Linked DNA regions of Hordeum vulgare: region 1 is linked to region 2. The links are chromatin contacts, called in public Hi-C maps. All regions are on one chromosome and are shown on one strand. Each heading gives the region's core, a stretch centred on a gene start, on an enhancer-like site or on the middle of the called end of the contact. The rest is flanking DNA. Distances are from core to core; before and after follow the strand shown.

Evidence for each region. A called contact is a pair of places that touch in the nucleus more often than the background predicts.
Region 1: a contact with region 2 is called in a Hi-C map of leaf, with 2.6 times the contacts expected there. The contact joins the enhancer-like site here to the promoter of LOC123399975 in region 2. A contact is called at or near these places in 2 of 6 Hi-C or Micro-C datasets (leaf and seedling).

Annotation. Positions count from the first base shown.
Region 1 is chr5H:26,053,113-26,058,235 of MorexV3_pseudomolecules_assembly, forward strand. No RefSeq gene overlaps it. Among protein-coding and RNA genes, the nearest start is that of LOC123399975, 73 kb to the left of the region's middle. Within about 2 kb of position 3,784, at least 3 of the 3 cell types and tissues checked have open chromatin away from gene starts, as enhancers often do. A contact at or near this core is called in leaf and seedling, where this site is marked.
Region 2 is chr5H:25,980,537-25,986,249 of MorexV3_pseudomolecules_assembly, forward strand. It overlaps LOC123399975 (cullin-associated NEDD8-dissociated protein 1-like), which reads right to left and starts at 2,313. Exons shown (of 29, transcript XM_045094364.1): 1 at 2,160-2,313; 2 at 393-475; 3 at 137-306. The coding sequence starts at 428.

The sequences.
Region 1 (5,123 bases), core at 2,534-5,033, 74 kb after region 2:
GCTAACCATCAGCCGACGGATTATAATGGCCGCATCATTCACCTCCCCGTAAGACACGCGTCCAAGTGACTATGCGGTTCTGCAACAAAGACTATGTTTCTGAAACATATACGATGTTGCAGTGGTCTACTATAGATTTATGTTCTCACCATCCGGCCGCCGCCAGCCGCCCATGCCGCCCATGAACGTTGCAAACCTTTGTTGTAAAAATTCCTAAAACATGACCTTTGTTGAAAAAAATTCTCCCGCAAAAGTACCTATGTTGCAGAAAGACAAAGAAAAAAAAATCCTGCAACAAGCAAATTGTTTCTGAAACTCGACCGTTGTTTCAGGAATTAACGGGTCCAAAGTTTATTTCCTGCAACAAAGCAAAATTTTCTGTAACTCAGCCATCGTTTCAGGAATTATGGAATGCCTGACCGGAACAGATCCAACGGCTACGTATAGATCGAACGGCCCTTCAAATAATGGATGTTTAGTAAACATCCATCGGTGGATGCGTATCAGGCCCCAAATAGAAACCAGACGAGACCTTCCTCGAAACGTTCGACGTGGAACGACTCCAAGCGCTTCGGTGCATAAATGGGACAGCCCACCTTGGTATGATAGCGATTTAACATGGTCCGGTCATTTATTGGTCTTTCATGTACTACGGCTGAACTTTTCTCGTGGTGTCCATCACTGGCAAGGGATATGGTAGCACGACGATGACAAATTCGCCTACAGCTTCAGCGCATTAAGGTCTAGGGTCTTGATCGTATTTTTCCTTTTTATTTATTGTCGTTTTCTAGTATATGGATTTTGAATTTACTAGCAAACATTCCCGTGCATTATAACGGGGAGAAAAAGTCACACCTCATACACATTCTCAAGACACCAATAAATCCCTTGAAATCTTTGATAATGTCACATAACAAATAACATGTTAAGTGGTGTTGTGCAGAAACAATAAATATGGAATGATTTTTGAAGTGTACTCAAGATGTTTCTAATTTATTAGACAACAAAAATATCTATCTAATTGAAGGTTTCTCATTACACGTTTGTTGCCTTTCCAACAATTACTTACAGTACGATGAAAATAACAATGTACATTTTAGTAATTAATGATAGCATATTTTTAGCGTTCTTGTTTTTTCTTTCTTTCTTTGGTATATTTTTCGGGTTTTATGTTTTTTTATTTGTTTGTTTTTTGTGTTTTTTTTTCATTTTTACAGTTTTTTTTGTTTTCTTTCTACATTTTTTCCGCACCAAGATAATTTTTATATACACGTTTAAGATTATTCAAATATATAATTAACAGTTTTGAAAACTTATTTTTTGTCTACTTTTCTCATATACACTGTACCTTATTTGTATATATCAAAAAGTATTTTTATAAACACATTTAACAATTTTAAAATACATTATTAGCATTTTGAAAAATACATAATTAATATTTGGTAAAAAAAATTTACCTCTACATTCTCCATTAACATTGTGCATTTCTCTATACATCAAATACTTTTAGATATACGCATTTACCATATTCCAATTTCATGGTCAACATTTTTTAAACAAATAGTTCTTTATGTCTAATTTTTCTATACACATTCTACATTTCTTATATACATCATGATCATTTTTATATACACGTTTAGTATTGTGCAAATACATGATTAAATTTTTTCAAAACTTGTATTTTTTATGTTTAGTTTGTTCTATACACATACATTAGAAATATTTTATACACATTTAACATTTCTAAAATACATGCTTAAATCTTTTCAAAAAAACAAAATCTTACATTATTATTTCCTAATTTTGTTTTCCATGCACACTGGCCATTTGTTTGTATAACAATGGAAATAGTTTTCTAGAGAAATTTAACATTTTTTTTGCATATAAGTAGTTTTTGTAATAGAAATATTCAAGTATTTTCAAAATAAACCAAAAGAAACAAAAACCGAGTGTAAGAAAGTCCATCAGTCGGGCATCTGTCAGTAAAAAGAGGGACAAGGGGGAGAAAGGAGGATCCAACCTGGTTCTCATAGGTCAAAGAGCAAGTCTGTAGCCACTCGGATGCGTGTGTACGTGTAACATATGAGAACATAGCTTCATATTGAATGAGCGCAGGCGACTAATTTAAGTGAAATGTTTTTGTCACTTACGGGTGGCATTGGTGGGTAATTCTCGTCAACTGGGCAGTCCATGCTTTTTTGTAATACTAGATTATGCCTCATCGCGTTGCTGCGGGAAACTTGTTAAAAGAATCATGAAAGTTGTTAAGAACATGTATAACTTATGAGAAACGAATGTAAGCTTGTAAATGAAAATGAAATATAAAGAGTATAAAAAAAATTAGTAAAAATAATGTCATTTTTAACAAAAAATATGAATATAAACTACATATGTATGGTATATGCGACCAACACATATATTGTAAATACAAAATCTAATGCAAAAAGTAACTTAAGAGTAACATGCATGAATTAATAATGTGGTTCTTGCATGCATAGAATAATAAAAAACAATGTAATTTATGACTTACATGCATGAGTTATTCATGTGACATACTTGCATGTCTAAGAAAAATAGCTAGTGGGTTATATTATTTAGGAATACAAGATATATGTAGAAATATTTAAGTATTTTCGAAATAAACCAAAAGGAAGATAAACCGAGTGTAAGAAAGGACAAAAAAGACAAAGGCCTTGCTGGGCCGCCCAGTCGGGCAGCTGTCAATAAAAAGAGGTCTTTCAGGTCGAAGAGCAAGTCTGTAGCCACTGGGCACGCGGCTAATTTAAGCGAATCGTTTTTGTCAATTACGGATGGTATTTGTGGGTAATTTTTGCTAATTTTAAGAATAGTTTAAATGATGTATGACCAGAAGGATTTATTATTAGGTAGAGATTTTATCCGAATGTACTAATTCAACGTTATCTTTTTTGATATAAAGTCAAATTTTGAATAAAAATACACATAAGTATACAAAAATGATAGAGATTTTTTTTTTGCCACGCTAGATTTTACCAATTCTTTTTATGTCACTTTAGAATTTGGCATTTCACTTTTGCCACTCTTAGCTATTAACAATTATCACAATTGTCATTCAATGGCAAAAGCAAAATAATTTTATTTTACTTTTGTCACTCTTAGCTTTTGACAATTATCACAATTGCCACTCAGTGACAAAATCAAAATAATTTTATTTCACTTTTGCCACTTTCAGCTTTTGACAATTATCACAATTGCCATTCTGATTTTTTTGTTTTTGCCATGAAAATGACAATTGTGATAATTGTTAAAAACTAAGACTGGCAAAACTGAACTATCGAAATTTAGAGTGACATAAGAAAAAATGGCAAAATACAGAGTGGCAAAAACAAAACATTTCCAAAATCATAATGATGAGAAGGTAATGTACTGTCCATAACTGATGTAACTGAATATTACTCTCTTCGTTCCTAAATATAAGCCTTTTGAAGATTTCATTATGGACTACATATTGATGTATATAGATATATACTTTACAGTATAGATTCACTCATTTTGTTCCGTGTGTGGTCCGTAATAAAAGTTTATAAAATGACATATATTTAGGGACTGATGACGTACACGACAAAGAAAGCAATCACACTGTACATATTGCAATTTTTCTGTCTGATATATTCCAGGGCTTTTGTAGGGCCATGTACAGGACAAAATTAATAAGTACTACTGTATGACGTTTAGCACCGATCCTGGCATGCAGCGCCACTCGATCCAAGTAGATGCTCCATACATATGGCCTCTTTTCCTGGACCCTGTCTGCTCAACTGTCTGCCTCAGGCTCCATGTAGGAGCTTGACATGCAGACCATGACCAATCTTTCCCACACAGCACAACAACACCCTAACCACCAAGAAGATCAGCACCCAAGCAAAATGAAACAAAAGGAAAGAGGCAACGGAATATATTGCAAAATCAAAGGTGTCTCCATTACCCCTGGTGCTCTTCTCCTTGGCAGTTGGCATGCATTTTCTAGTGCCTCACCACATAAAATGCAGCACTTTATCATCATTTTGGAAGCTTACACGATAATTGGCTCGCTGGAGACAGTCCACCAACCAAGACACACTCACAATTAGTGGCAGGGACATGGGAGAATTAACACAATTGATTAAGCTGCATCCAGAAAAATAATGGAGCCAGTAGTAGTAGTACTAAAAGACCACCGAGTTGTGCTTACAAAAACTGGTGGCAAACAACTAGAAAAAACTGATGGAAAAATGATTATTATTTCGTTGACCAGCATTTATAGGGACAGGACTAGGTGTGTGACCCATGAGTACTATATATTGTTTGTACATACACATCATGGACAAGTATGTGTACTTAATTATTTGTGTATCCCCACTGGAAAAGGAGATAATAAAGAAAATGGCAGTGGCGGGGATTTGCTCGTCCCCATGATGTAGATCGACAAGATAGTGATGGATGCCATATCTGCATACCCTAAACAAATAAAATCATGGAAATCAACTCATTACCCAAATGATTAGCCAAGATTCTAGACAGAATTATGCTCAAGGATAGGATGGGAACTAAGCAACAAAATGATCGAGCTGCATGTATAAAAAAACCATATTATGTCAATCAAGTCCTCCCAGCCTTGATTTTATTTGCCTCCACATACATTTACATGCTGAAATAAACTACTATGAAAATGGAACAGGAACGTGACACCGATAGAAGACTCAAAGAAAGCCACAAGTTCCTATTTTTACAGAAAGGCCTTCATGGCTGGTTGTATTATTAACTCAAATCGCACTTGCATCGTCTGGTAAAAACTTATGAACAAAATCAGGGGGTGTATCAGACCACACAGTCGATGGATTGAATGTTCCAAAACCAGCTAGCTCATGGGCAACCGGGTTTCGTTCTCTCCTCCAATGTTTAATGGTGACCTTCCGGTTCCTCAAAAAATTAAAAAAAAAATAAAAAATGGTGACCTTCCCGAACTCTTGCTGTCAACTAAGATAATGTTAAGCATTGATGTTGCCACCAGTGCGTACCCTTCATCCACAACGATCAGATTATATTAGAATGAGAAGAATACATTCTAAATATCGACCAAACATCCACGGTCAACTGCCATGCAA
Region 2 (5,713 bases), core at 1,063-3,562:
GGAGATAATAATCAACAATAACAAGATATTAACATACAAAATCCTTACTTCCCCAATCCAACACCATGCAAGCATGGTAAGACATCAAGAACACAAACAATGGATTAAGTAAGAAAGTATTTTACAGGAAAGGTACCATTTCACAGCTAAACCAGAAACATCTCCTGAAGCATCTTCCAGTTGTTGAAGAACAATATTAGTCAACTTTGATTCAAGGTCTTGGTCTGCTTTGAAACTCTCTTTGTTCAACTCACTAAGCAGATCTGATGTGGCCATATATCTATAGTCTTTATCTTTCCCTGTCATCTGAAAGCACATATACAAGGAAAAAATGTTACCGAGCGAAAACTGAGGATTCCTTATCAAGAAATGTAAATTGGTGTAATAGATACCTTCTCCAAGATGCCAGTTATGTTCATATTCGCCATTGCACCAAACCTGTGTTCAAGTCCTTTTCACGAAGATATTCGGTAGTCTAAAAAGCAAATTAAGCAATGAGAAATGTTCAATTGCTGACAGCCTAACAGCATCTGTGTTGCTAAGTGCATAGATTTTAAAGCTGTGCCAAACCAAACAGAATCGGTGCAGGATGCATTCTGTTGGGAGTAGGACAAGTACCCTAGATGGAGAAAAAACAGGCAAAAAATATTTATAAACAATCTAATGTGTAGATCAAACACCTGACGACTCGCTTCATACCTATGTGCCTACCACATGCGCTACGTGTATGTTGTGTTACTAATGAAAATATATTAATTACTTATGTGTAGATCAAACACCTGACGACTCGCTTCATTTTCCTAACGAGAAGAATGTTTGTAACTCCGAGCCACGCTTGACAGAAAAGAAGGCATTCTACATCATGTTACTGTTTTCGCCCTAAACAACTAATTAAACTAATTTGTAAACAAGATTAAAAAAGGCATAAATCTATATGTCAAGCAATTTAATACTTCGAACAGGACAAATAAGAACGACATTAACACGTGTTCATTTATATACTTCTAACACCAGCAACAAACCAAAATTAGCACAACATAAAGTCCCCTGTGCAATTACAGACATCGCATAAACCGTATGCAAATCTCCCGTGCTAAACATGAGTTTTGAGTACACAACAATGACGTTATTAATACGGTAACAGAGGAAATTTCAAACCAAAATCGCTCACACAAAGTGGTTCTCCCGACCCGATACATGACAAATCACCGTAATAAAAGTTAAGCCATCAGAGAGCAATGACGTGTCGTGCAGGCCACGGCTCAGGACTAACCATGCTCACCCATACCATCGGCCCCGACTCCCAGACCACTTCAGCGTCAAACCGAGAAACAACAAGCCTAAGCTTAACCCAGTAAACCCAGGTCAAACACACCAGAAGAACAGCAGCGGTTGAATTACACACCTATTTATATAATTACATCCAAATAAATGAACCAAGCCGGTTATACACCATCATCTAAGATAAACATCACGTGAGTCTCTAACAAACTACTCCCTCCGTTTCATAATATAAGTCTTCGTAGAGATTCCACTAGAGGACTACATACGGATGTATATAGACATACTTTAGAGGGTAGATTCATTCATTACTTTGTATGTAGTCCCTTAATGAAATCGCTTAAAAGACTTATATTTAGGAACGGAGGGAGTAGTATAGAAAGGTATGGCCTCAGACTTAGTATCACATAAACATATAAACATCGTTTGCGTCAGATTTGGCATGGCATCAAATTTAGACATTTGCGTCAGTTTTAGCATCAGATCAGCCCTATTAGCAGTTTCCAGATCAAAATAGCTTCAGAGTAAGCAAATCAAACCAAAAACAGTCCTCATACAGGGGAGGAGGATTTTGGGAAACGGGAGCTTGACCCCCCACAGCCAGCAATGCTGTGCAACTAACAGGAGCGGGAGTGGATAGGAGGAGGGGGAGAGGGCGATGGGAGAAGGATGAGGGGGAGGGGAGGGCGGCAGAGCAGTCCCTGCTCTCCCGAGCGCGCGGGGGGGAGGAGGCGCTGAACCTTCGCAGCGACGACGAAGCGCGCCGGCGACGAGTCGGTGAGATCCGCAGGGCGTCGAGCGTCGCAGGAGAGAGAACGAGGGGTGGGGAGAGCGGAGGAAGATGGGGAGCGTGAAGCCGACGGGGAGGAGAAGCCTACCTCTTCAGCGCAGGCGGGCGCGGGCGCGGGGGCGGAGGACGGGGTCGATCTGCCGCCGTGAGCTCCGATCGGAGCGAACCCTCGCCGGAAAAGGCTGGCGCTCGCCGGGGAGGTGGGGATGGAAAGCTGTAGCAGCAGCAGCAGCAGGAAAAAACCCTCGCTAAAAGCCTGAAAGCCTTTTCCGTTTTATTAGGAGAGAATTCCTTATTTATTTAAGTGCTTAAATTTTATGCCTTATTTGGCATCGATAAATAATTTCTTCCTTATTAATAATGAGACTAAAATTTATGCATTTTATAACATTTTTGTGTATTTTAAATCTAAATGATAGTTTAAAAGACTATTTTGCCCCTCATGTGATCTGTTTGTGTGCACGCGTGTGTGCTGCTGCTTGTGTCTGCGCGCGCGCACGTGACACGCTGCGTGTTTGTGTGTGTGCTGATGTGTGCGTATGTTGCTACATGTGATGTTGCATGCGTCCATGTGTGTGATGCATGTGCATGCATGCGTGTGTCCTTCTGCTGCATGTGTGTTGTTGTATGTGTGCGGGTGCGTGTGTGTTGTTGTGTGTGCGCGTGCGTGTGTGTATGTGTTGTTGTTGTTGCGTGTGTGTGTTACTGCTCCGTATTGCACTAATGTTGTTTGGGTGTCATTGGCGTGTACACACACATATCATACAAGGGATAAAACGATCTTCTTAGATGTCATATAGGCTTAAAATTAACGAAAATGTTATAAAGGGCATAAAATTTAGGCTCGTTGTTATATAGGAAAGAAAAAGTTTACCAGTATTAAATAAGGAAATAAAATTTAAGATAATGTTAAATAAGGAATTCTCTCTTTTATTATCCTTGAGACGCGAGACGAGACTTCCTTGCGGATGTGTAGCGTACAAAATAGAAAGTAGGCCGACCCTGGAAGTTTAGCGGTCCACTGTGGGCCGATAACGCACAAACTCGGTTTCGTAATTGGACTGGACTAAACATCCTTTGGTTGTTTGTCTCGTTTTAACGTGTGTTTGATTGAGGAACCAACTGTCATGAAATGGAATGGTTCCATTCCACAGAAACGGGTCAGTTCCTTTCTGTGTTTGGTTTGTGCAAAATAGTAGAACAGGTTGGTTCCGTTTCAGTGTTCGTTTTTAAAGAATGAAATGCAAAATGGAATGACAAAAAATCAAAATTTCGACAGCATTTCGTTTGTATTTTAAAAAAACAACTGCGTAACATTATATATATTGACACATAACACAATTTTCTGTAATTTAGCACATCCAAAAGCAATCAACCATTACATGTCTTGGTTCAATACAATCCAAAGCAAAGTGCACTGGCCATACATGTTGTTGACATACTAAATATCCAAAAGCAATCAAATGGCAGTACATCCATACATGTCAAGTTCACATACTTGAAAACCATACAACCATGTCTGATACTCATACATTATGCATATGAACAATTGCAATCCTTTTTCTATGTTTAGCAACAAACTCTCTATATAATATTTGTAATGATAACAACTTTTGTGAAATGAATCGATTTGCTTGCCAACAGCCTTGCCCTCAAGAATTATCCCCTGATCTATAATGAATCGATTTACTTGTGAGCATCAGCATGAACCGCGAGCAGAGGAGGTGGCGGTGCTAGGGAATTCCGGCGGCGAGGGGACGATATGGTGATGCTGCCTAACGGGGCGCCCAAATCTGGGCAGATCCTGGCACGGGGAATCCATTCCCCGATGGTTATGGTCGACGGCGGCGAGCGAGGAGAGATCCGACGAAGGAGCTCGGGGCGGCGACCATGGGTCCTGCATACGGGAGGGGAGAGAGGGAACATTGTAAGAGAGGGAGTGAAGGAAGGAGAAGAGGGCGGTGATCGGACGCGACGGCGGGGCGAGGTCACGGCGACGGCGCGCGCAAGGTTAGGGATGAAGATGCGGCGCCTGGGAAGAAAAGGTGAGCAAGACTGCGAGAGTCAAGCGGACCGTTCCGTGTCATCCGCTCGATTCGGAGGTACTGCATGGTTCCACATAAACATGGGATATGCCATTCTCTGGAATCGGTTGGTTCCTGTTCCTTCAGCAAACCAAACACTGGAATGGACTCTGGGGATGGAATCGACCCGTTACATTTCACTTGATGACCTCAACCAAACACATCCTAAGCGGGGACCTTCTATCTGCCGCTCGTTGTCGTAGATTGGCAGAGGTTCGCACAGGCGGTAGCGCATGTGGGCCAGCCAATTAGGCGGTGCTGTAACGGGCACTGTAAAATTCGCAAAAAAAAACATGCAATACCAGCGATCGAACTCGCTCCTATATCATGCCTATAGCTAGCCGCGACACATGATGCTTGTTATTTACTAATTGGCACCGTGCATGTTTCAGAAATAATTACAATGACATATCCAAATATTTTTTCCAAAAAAATAAACATTTTTTTTAAAATAACGCCCTTTTTTAACAAACTCGAACAAATTTGGAAAATATGAACAATCGAGTTTGTGAAAAAAACTGTAAACATAAAAAGATTTTTTAAATTACATTCATTTCTGAATTTTCAACTACTAATTTAAAACCGTCGACAAATTTTGAAATGTGAAAAAATTGTGAATTTCTATAAAAATATGAACAATTTAGAAATTCTGAAAAGTTTTAGAAAAATTGAACAATTTTCTAAAAACTAGAAAAAAATATAGAAATAGGGAAAAATTTCTAAAAGTGATTTTTTTCAAAAACGTGAACATTTTTTTATGAATTTATATAGAAAAACATGCACAATGTTTTTAAAGCGTGAACAAATTTCAATATTCCAGTTTTTCTCTAAATGTGAACAATGTTTTAAAAACATCAACAAATTATTGAAATGCTGAAAAAAACATGATTTTTTTTTAGAAAACTTGAACAATTTTTGAAAATGTGAACAAAATTCCTAAATTCTAAACCAAAACGTGAAAAGTTTCTAAAAAACATGAAGAAATTTCAAATTTCCCACTATTTTTAAAAAATGTGATTTTTTTAAAAGTGAACAAATTTTGAAAAAGATGCCCAAAATTTTATTAATTTCTATCGAAGAAACATGCACACTGTTTTTAAAGCATAAACAAATTTCAATATTCCATTTTTTTAGAGGTGAATAATTTTTTGAAAACATCAACAAGGTATGGAAATTCCAAAAAATAATTAAAAACGTGAACCAAATTTGAAAAACTCGAACAGTTTTTGACAATGTGAACAAAATTTCTAAATTCTATACAAAAACGTGAACAAAATTAAAAGAATTGCAGATTTTTTGAAAATGTGAACAGATTTCCTAAAATCTATACAAAAACATGAAGAAAAATTGAAAAACTTGACCAATTATTTTTTAAATGTGAACAAAGTTCCGAAACTTAACACAAAAACATGAACAGATTTTAAAAACATGAACAAATTTGAAATTATGAAACATTTTTTAAAAATGTGAAGAATTTTTTAAAAGTGAACAAATTTTTAGAAACATGAACAAATTGTTGAAGTTCTGAACCTTTTTTAAAAAACATGAAGATAATTTT